Linked DNA regions of Sus scrofa: region 1 is linked to region 2. Evidence: chromatin contacts called from public HiChIP or PLAC-seq data. All regions are on one chromosome and are shown on one strand. The core of a region is the stretch at or near the end of the contact, and the rest is flanking DNA. Distances in the headings are between cores, read along the strand shown. Region 1 overlaps DPYSL2 (dihydropyrimidinase-related protein 2). Region 2 has its middle 17 kb from the start of PPP2R2A.

What was found. HiChIP or PLAC-seq counts read pairs in DNA pulled down with a chosen protein or histone mark.
Region 1: an H3K27ac HiChIP or PLAC-seq map of alveolar macrophages shows a contact between it and region 2. The contact joins two enhancer-like sites. A contact is called at or near these places in 1 of 47 Hi-C or Micro-C datasets (embryonic fibroblasts) and 1 of 2 datasets of contacts at active chromatin or transcription factors (alveolar macrophages).

What each region holds. Positions count from the first base shown.
Region 1 is chr14:10,496,166-10,500,731 of Sscrofa11.1, reverse strand. The region is part of intron 3 of DPYSL2 (dihydropyrimidinase-related protein 2); the gene reads right to left. Among named protein-coding and RNA genes, the nearest start is that of DPYSL2, 70 kb to the right of the region's middle. Within about 2 kb of position 2,566, at least 57 of the 83 cell types and tissues checked have an H3K27ac peak or open chromatin away from gene starts, as enhancers often do. A contact at or near this core is called in alveolar macrophages and embryonic fibroblasts, where this site is marked.
Region 2 is chr14:10,176,164-10,180,539 of Sscrofa11.1, reverse strand. No RefSeq gene overlaps it. Among named protein-coding and RNA genes, the nearest start is that of PPP2R2A, 17 kb to the left of the region's middle. Within about 2 kb of position 2,664, at least 69 of the 83 cell types and tissues checked have an H3K27ac peak or open chromatin away from gene starts, as enhancers often do. A contact at or near this core is called in alveolar macrophages and embryonic fibroblasts, where this site is marked.

The sequences.
Region 1 (4,566 bases), core at 1,317-3,816, 320 kb before region 2:
TCCACACCAAGTGTGCTGCAAACAGGGCAGGAGGAAACCCCACAGGGCACTGACTGCACAAGTTTGGGGCTCTGGTTCCAAGCTCAGCTGTTGTGGGTTGAATCCAGGCACCGCCACTGACTAGTTCTAGGGCCTTAGGCAAGTGACTTAAACCACCCCACCCCGTGCCTCAGTTTCCCCATCTGCAAAATAAGAACAGCAACCATGGCTACTTCAGCATATAGGGATCAAAAGCATGAGCTCTGCGGTCAGACTGCCTGAGTGGGCACCTCAGCTCTGCCACCCACTAGCTGTACGACTCAGGATCCCTCACCCTCTCTGGGTCTCAGTTTTTCTTATCTGTGAAATGGAGATAATAGTACCTCCTCACAGGGTTGGCACGAAGTGGTGTTTGTAAAGGGCTCCCAACAGTCCCTGGCAGAGTGGGTCTTACATAAGCATTTGTTAAATAAATTGAAAGTAAAAGAGGATTGTCTTGAGCACAGAGGGCTGCTTGACCTAATTCCTGGCACGAAGTCAGTCTTCTGCAAATGCTCTGCTGTGCTTTGTGGTCTAATGCGAAAGGGCTCAGCGTTTGGGCATCGTGGGGCCAAAGGCGCCCTCTAGGGCTGCCCACGGACCAGGCGGCAGGGGCAGGGCTCAGGAGGGGGCTCAGGTGGAGAACCACGAAGAGTGACAGAGCGCAGGAGGGAGGCAGATAAAGGCATAATTGAGAGGAGGAAGCCCGAGGTGCCACAAGAAAGGCATGGAGTTTTAATTTATTCATTTAGGCAAACGGTCTTCACATAAAACTGAATAAGACTCAACCAAGCAAAACAAATCTGTCCTGTTTACCCAGCAAGTAGGCATTGGTCATAAAGTAAAAGACAGTAAATGCCAGAGCAGGAAGAATCACAGAGACCCTCTGTCAACAGACATAAATAGAGACTTTTCACCTCCCCGGGAACCTCCTTCCCCACACCCCTCCCGACCCTGGGTCTCCATGATGGAAACAATTTTCCAATCAAATGGAACGTATTAGGCATAAAGAAATGCATCCATTCTATTTTCAATCAAATGCAAGAAAAACGGCCAAGCAGAGCGGAAAACACAAATGATCATCATTTACAAAGTCCTTGTAAAATTCCAATCGCAAGCAAAGAAACCTGACCTTATCCAGGAAACATCACGGCAATAACTCCCCAGCAGGCTTTTAGAATATGGAAATGATTTTTATTTTCAAAATCCCCTAAGGGATTTGGTAACTGCAGGCTGGGGTCAGTGACCTGGTTCTCCCCTTTCTCCTTCCAGGGGAGAGCAGGAGGTGAGTTTCCTAAGAGTTGGAAGCAGAGGCAGCCCCTAGGAGCGGCAGATTTCCCGAACAGACCCCCTTCCTTCAGCATCCTTGGCCCCAGGCACCAGGATGATGACCACAGGGCATGTGCGTGTTTGTGTGTGCGTGCGTGCGTGCGTGCGCGCGCATATGCCTGCCTGCATATGATGGGGGTCGGGGGAGGCAAGTCCCCTACTCTGCTTCCCGTGGCCTCCAGGCTGCTGTTAAGAAAACGGAGGTGGCGTTCCCATTGTGGCTCAAAAGTTTACAAACCCAACTAGTATGCATGAGGATGCAAGCTGGATCCCTGGCCTGGCTCAGTGGGTTAAGGATCCGGAGTTGCCATGAGCTGTGTGTGGTGTAGGTCTCAGACGCAGCTCAGATCTGGTGTTGCTGAGGCTGTGATGCAGGCCGGCCGCTGTAGCTCTGATTTGACCCCTAGCCTGGGAACCTCCCTATGCCATGGGTATGACCCTAAAAAGCAAAAAAGTAAAAAGAGAGAAAGAAAAGAGAGGAGACTTCACAAAGTCGGCCATAAATAAATTCCAGACTACAAACCAATGAAGGAAAGCATGCAGGAAAGTAAGGAGGGCCGGGGGACAACCTAAAGGGACTCAGTGTGGGGCTGGGCTGGCCTGGCTCTGAGGAGCCCCACCTCAAAGTGGGCGGCAGCTGGCCGCGTCGGGCCAGGATGAGGTGGCTGGGGAAGCATGTGAGTAATGACACTTCCTCTGTTTGTCTCAGCTTTGGGTTGCCTGGGACTACCAGACCACAGATTCAGGGCCGGCTTGCCAAAAATATGAGATGACAGGGCTGTGTGGAACATCATGAAAAAATTCAAGTCACACCACACGGCATTCACGTGCAAAGACGGGGGCTGTCTGTTTTTCTTCCTGCTGCTTCCTTGTCAGGAAGGGAATCTGACTAGAAACTCAAGGGCTTGCGGCTTCCTAAGGCTTCCTAATTCGAGATCGACAGAAACGCACGCCCTGACATAACAAAACGTGAAGAACTGTGTCACAAAGCTCCAGCCCAAGCCCCGAGGTCTTTGCCAACAATGGGAAAGAACGAGCAACTTCATCAAACAGGGTCGTGTTTACATTCCTATGGAAGCAGATACTCAAACAAACCCTAGGATCTGAGGACAATAACCTTTCTGTGAAAATACGCGCTGAAAGAGTGTGCTGTTCGTACCTATTGTAATTCAGGACGTCACTCACACACCAAGGAACAATAAAGACGAGAGTCCCAAGTTCAAACGAGAAATGACGTGGACACGGACGCAGGGCTCTGATTAGCCCCTGAGCAACCACTGCTCCCTTATACAAAGCTGCTGTGACACAGCCTCACTGTGGACGGTAAAGAAACTAGCAGCTATCCGGCAGGAGCTCAAACCCACAAACAAAAGGGGAATCTGGTCTCTGTTCTGTTTATTCCAAGGTTGCACAATTCCCCTTGCATCCCCTCCAAATAAAGGCGGGCAGGGAAGGAAGAGCTGGTGATGTCATGTGTTGACTGGGATCTATCGAGAGCCAACATAATTGACGGGTGTTTTCCTCCTAGGAACCTGGACTGAATTCAAAAACATAGCATAACATCTCTGGAGTCTGAACCACAGCCATTGTACCATGATGTGTTTCAAATCTTGGACTGAGGGTTGGCTGCTCAATGGGTCTTTTTTCCCCTCTAGTAGATTAATAAGACTCTGACTAACAGCCAGTGTATCTGGACAACAAAGTTTAAGCTTGACAAGGGCCCCAGTTGTTCGGGAAGCATTAACCACACTTTCCAACGTCGTGGTAGTGGAGAGTTCAGGTTCTACACAAACACCACCCCCACGGCTGTGCATCACTTCAAACACTTCCTCATATTATGTCCTCTTCCTTCCAGGAATGACAGGGGTAAGAGATAGCAAGGCAGATGAAAACGGTAGCTCCAAGGGAATTTTCTTTTTATACAATTCCTTTAGGTGAAAAAGCATGTACATGCCAGAAACTTGGAAAACCAGAAAGAACTGAGGAAAGAAACAAAACTGTGTTATTCCATCATCCAAAGAAAATCGCTATTCATATGTTGATCTATGCCTATGCAAAGTTTTTCCTAACTACTTACGCGTGCACGCGCGCGCACACACACACACACACATTCCTTATGAAAGTAGAATCATAACTTTACAGCATGTAAGTTATACTTCCATGAGGCTCTTTTTTAAAACAAGGTAGAATCGAATTAGACTTAGTGGTCAAGGCCTGCTTTTTTCCATCAATATACTGTGAGCATGCCGATTTCAGCAAATATTTTCTACTGACTCCATACCATTTTGTCCTAGAAGTGGCGATCATTTACTTAATCAATCACTTATTTCGGTCATTTAGGCTGTTTCTAATTTTTTCTCATAATGAGTGTTATAGTGAACATCCCGAGAACTAAATGCTTGCACACAGATTATTCTGGCTCAAGGGGTATGAACATTTTTTTTTGTTTACAGAAATTTAAAGTTCCTGTTAGAGAGTATTCTTTCTTCCCTCCAGAACAGCCACCAATGTAAATGCCTATCAGGGTTCCCACTTCACCACACCACTGGGTGTCAGAACTCCTTTCAACATGAAAATTTAGTAGACAAAAAGTTGGCTCATTACTATTTTAATTTGTATTTCTTTTCTTACTCATGGAGTTGAAAGTTTTTCATAAGTTTAATGGTAGAATTATTTCTTCTTTTGTGAATACCTTGTTCATACCCTTTACTTTTGCTATTAAAGCAATTTAACTTTTTAAGTGTTCATCTTATTAAAATATTAAGATTTCATATTTTAAATGTATCAACCCTATGTCACATATTGTAAATAAAAATTCCCACTTCTTGTTTTTCTTTTAATTAATTTACTCTGGTGATGGTCTTAATTCCTGTGTAGTCAAGTTTCTCCATCTTTTCTGATTTCTACCTTTGATGAAATATCTTCTATAAATCTTTGGCTATAGTTTTTTCTCGTTCTCTTCTGACTTTGTTGTTTAAATTGAACAAACCCATCTGGAAGGTATTTAGGCATATGATTTGAGGTAAGGAGTTTACTTTTCTTTGTTTTTCAAATAGTTAACTATTCCAGCATAACACTGTGACCACATCATCATTTCACCTTGAGTTTAAAACGTTCCTTTTTTCATACACTAAATACTTAGATACAGTTGGCACTTATGAATTTTTTGCTTTCTCCTATTGATGTACATGTCTCTTCTGGAGCTGGTCCCACTTAAAT
Region 2 (4,376 bases), core at 1,415-3,914:
AGGTGTATTCAGGAGTTCCAGTTATAGCTCAGCAGGTTAAGAACCCGACTAGCATCCATGAGGATACATGTTTGATCCCTGCCCTCCCTCAATGGGTTAAGGATCTGGTGTTGCTACAAGCTGTGGCACAGGTCTCGGATCTGGCATTGCTGTGGCTGGGGTGTAGGCCAGCAGCTGCAGCTCTGATTCAGCCTCTAGCCTGGGAACTTCCACATGCCACAAGTGCAGACCTAAAAAAGAAAAAAAGAAAAGGTGAAAGCTAGATACCTTATAAATTAAGAAGGAGAAACCCCCCTAAATTAAAAGCTGGCAAGGAACATCAGGAGTTAATTCAGGAAGGAATATAATTGATTAGGCAAGAGACATATTGCTTTTTGTGCAACCCTGAAAAGAAAAGGGGAAAAAAAAAAAAAGGCATATTCAACCATCCTTGGAGAAGAGTTGAATAATTCCACAGTTAGAGCAGACTTCTTACCTACTTGATGAAATATAAATCAGTCCTGTGACCACCAAAGGAGAGCTTGCCCTGGAAGAAAAACAAAACCCTCCCCCTGGTACCTTTAGAGTTTTGTGGCACATGCATTAAGGCCAGGTATGACTATTCAGGTCCTCACCCTGCCTTGAAGTCAGCCAGCTGACAGTTGTCTGAATAATTGATGACATTGTGTTGTTTACCTAGAATAACTTATTTTTATTTAACTTGGAAACTATGCTCTCTGCCTTCTAAGAAGCTGTGTGGTTCAGAAATTCAGAAAAAAAAAATGTCATAAATCTGTTATTTTGAACATAAAGACATGTGCACTATGTCCTTATTTCTTTTCAAAAATGAGTTCCTGTTGTGGCTCCATGTATTAATAACCCAACCAGTATCCATGAGGATGTGGAGTTTGATCCCTGGCCTTGCTCAGTGAGTTAAGGATCTGGTGTCACTGTGAACTATGGTGTAGTTTGCAGATGTGGCTTTGATCTGGCGTTGCAGTGGATGTGACATAGGCTGACAGCTACAGCTCACATTTGAACCTTAGTCTGGGAACTTCCATATGCCACAGGTGCAGCTCTAAAGAGCAAAAAAAAAAAAAAAAAAAAAAAAAAAAAAAAAATTAATTTAAAGGTGTATAATTGCTAGTATGCCTGAGGCACCATTCATTTAAATCAAATTCTTTATATTCATATTATATCAGCCCAGTAAACCACTCTGATGATCTGCAGTCTTCTAAAAACAGTCAAAATGATATATCAAATCTTACTGAGAACATTAGAAAAAGCTGCTTTAGTGAGGCCCACCTTTTGTCCTGTACCAGAATCATCTGCAAAGCTTTTCTCTTTTTTTAACTACAAATTAGCAGATCTTAGCTGAGACCTCCTGAATCATTCTGAAATGGAGTCTAGGAAACTGTGTCTTTTAAAATCTCATTGAGATTCTTCTGTGACCCACTGGAGAACCAGGATTTGAGAACCACCAATTCAGTCCATGGACACCCCCCCTTGAACCAACTTTCTACAGATGACAAAGTTGCAGCCTGGGAAAGTCGCAAGGCCTTCATTCAACACTTTTGTTGAGTGTTTGATATGTGCCAGGCACTGTTTCCTGGGCGGAGACTATGGGGGACAGGTTAGGACCTAATCTACTAGCTTAATGGTTTGTTCCAAGTAATTCATTCAGTTATTACGGACCTATCATGTATTTTGTTAAGCTAAATTCTGAAAATGCAAAGATAAAAGAGGCACCGTCCCTGCCTTCCAGGAGCTTATTGTGCAGTGAGGGACAAATATGGAAATAGGTAATTACAACACAATAATATAAATTCTGTATAGTAGAAATACACATGAGGCAGGACCAAAACAGAAGTGGGAACAGGGGGAACCAGAGGCCTTCATGCCCATGATGGTTTTTACATCACTTTCTGTTTTTATGTCGTTTTATTATTCTGTTGGTATAGCATTTAGTTAGTCAGTTGGGAGTTACTAATGAGATGTAAGACTGGAATGCTGATTTAAGTTTTCAGTATCACTGAGGGAAGGAGGCCTCAGTGATTCAACTGCAATACCACTGCGTGAAATGAATTGCAAAGCTGGTAAAGTACTAATAAAAAGTGCCATTAAGGGGTAGGCAAATAGGAGTGTGGGTTGGACTGGTGGTTAGAGGGAACCCAAGATGGGAGGGGAAGGGAAATGAACTTCTTTATATATCTATTATTCTGCTCGGTAGCTTATTAAAGCCTGATTCAAACCTTCAAGGCAGTTATTACCAATCCCTTTCCTCTTACAGAGGAAGATACCGAGGTTCAGAGAGGCTGAGAGACTTGCCCAGAGTCACACAGCATAAATTCAGATCTCCAAGACCTCCAACCTTAAGATTCTTCCATCCCTCCTCCCAAGGGTCCTGAATTTCCCGAGGTCACCTTCACCAGCCTAAGCAAGCTCTAGGCACGACCTTCTGTGCTGGATTATTGATAGAAAGTTGCACTCGAAAGGAACGTGAACCACCGTGCACAGGGTGCCCTGAACCTCTAAGCATGGAGCTTTCTGAGGCGTGCGAGTCATCACCCAGGGTTCAGCCAGAGGAAAGCATTGTTTGAGGAACCAGGCGCCTGCGATGGCCGGGGTGAGATAAGCCTGCTGACGATTGCCGAGAGGCTGCTGCAGGGCCCTGCTCCATTCAAGCAGGAAAATGTGTCACTTCCTCCCGGCTCCTATATCATTTCTCTGCGGGGGAGGTGGGGGGGAGGAGGGAGCTGAGCCTTGAAAGAATTTAGAATGGGGCCGGGTGGGGTGAGGGGAAGGCCAGTCGGAGTGGAAGAGTAGGATTTAACCGGCTCTGGCTACACCCTATTTAAAACCCCCGCATATTTTTACTTCTTGGCTCCTTGGCAGCCTATCCTTCTAACTGCGTCCTCATCCTTTTTTTAATTCAGTGCTGGAATCTCAGCACATTTACCCCTCCCCCACCTCCTTCTCCTATGCAAAAATCTCACTCCTCAATCTTGCAGCATTTATTTTTCTGCAAAGCTGAAACATTTAGACCTGGCTCAATGCGTGGCCCTTCTCCGCAGCCTCACCCAATGGAAATGTGTACACACACACACACACACACACACACACACACACACACACGGGCCTGATTCCCACAGAATAGCTATTTTAAAGAGTCCTGATTTTGCTAGCAGCCACACTCAGCTATTTCTCCCTCATGATCTCACTGGAAAAGTCATGGAAGGAAAGCAAAAAGTGGGCTTAAGGCTAAACCAATTTACGTTTGTACAAGAGCGACAGCATTTAGATATGGCGAGCTAGCTTATTGTGTTTGACTTTCTGCAGGGGAGAAAAACGGGGCCCGCAGAGATTAAATGACTTATTCCCAGGCTCACAGCTGGCAGGGAGCAGAGCCTAGGCTGCGGCTTGGGTCCCCGGTGGACTTTGCTCTACTATTAGATATAGGGTCAGAGGTGGCTCCGTCAGGCAGGCATTTCCCCAACCCAAGCTCTCCTTCCTCCTGTAATTCACTGCATGTGCAGAATTGCGCTGCAAGGGATTGCACCGTGAGAGATTTTGTGGCATATAAGGGCCTTCCCTGAACCCCGCCCTAAATGGCTCTTTCCTCAAACATCCAGAGAGCCCAGCTTGCCGCTCAGGTGCCTTTTGAGTTTCACAGGCGGTAACTCCTCCAACCTCTTGTTCTGAAGCCACCTAGACTCTGGCCACAGCCAGTTTCCTTATTTGCCCTGTTCCTTATTTGGAAGCGGCTGAGCTTTTCCCCCAAACGTGTCAAGACCGTTCTCATTGGCCAGGTGTGTGTCAACACTCCTCAACTCACCGGCCAGCTCGCATTGTTCACCTTTCAAAGTGGTTGCAGTAGAGAAGCCGGTTCCCCTTCCCAGCCCTCGCTCGATACCGCACACACCCAGCCCACGGGATCAGAAGGGCTTGTGCAAGGAGAATTTCCTGTTCTGCTGACTCATCTCCTGCGACGAGATGGAAGACAAGTTTATATTTTTATATTTTCTTTTCCAGCTTTTAAAGGGAACTGGGAGGCTTGCAAGTTTGGGTCTCTTAGAGATGAGGTCCAGCATAGGCAGCGACTGGCACATAGTAGGAGCATCGTTGAACGCTTTAACGGTGGCTCAAATAGCCCACTCAGCGCGGTGAGCACCAAGGGGGGGCGGGCTTGAGGCTGGCTTAGGGGTGGGATACTGCTAAGGGGTCCTGAGCTTCCGTTTTGGAGGGAGGCTTTGACTGCTGGCCAAGAGGACCGTTTAAAGGAGGCCTGCCTGGGTTTCACTTGTGACTGGATAACAATGCAGCAGCCAGACTTGGTACCCCCTATGCTTTCCGACTGAAAACAAAGACATTCCTCTTCTCCAACCAAACCTAAATCG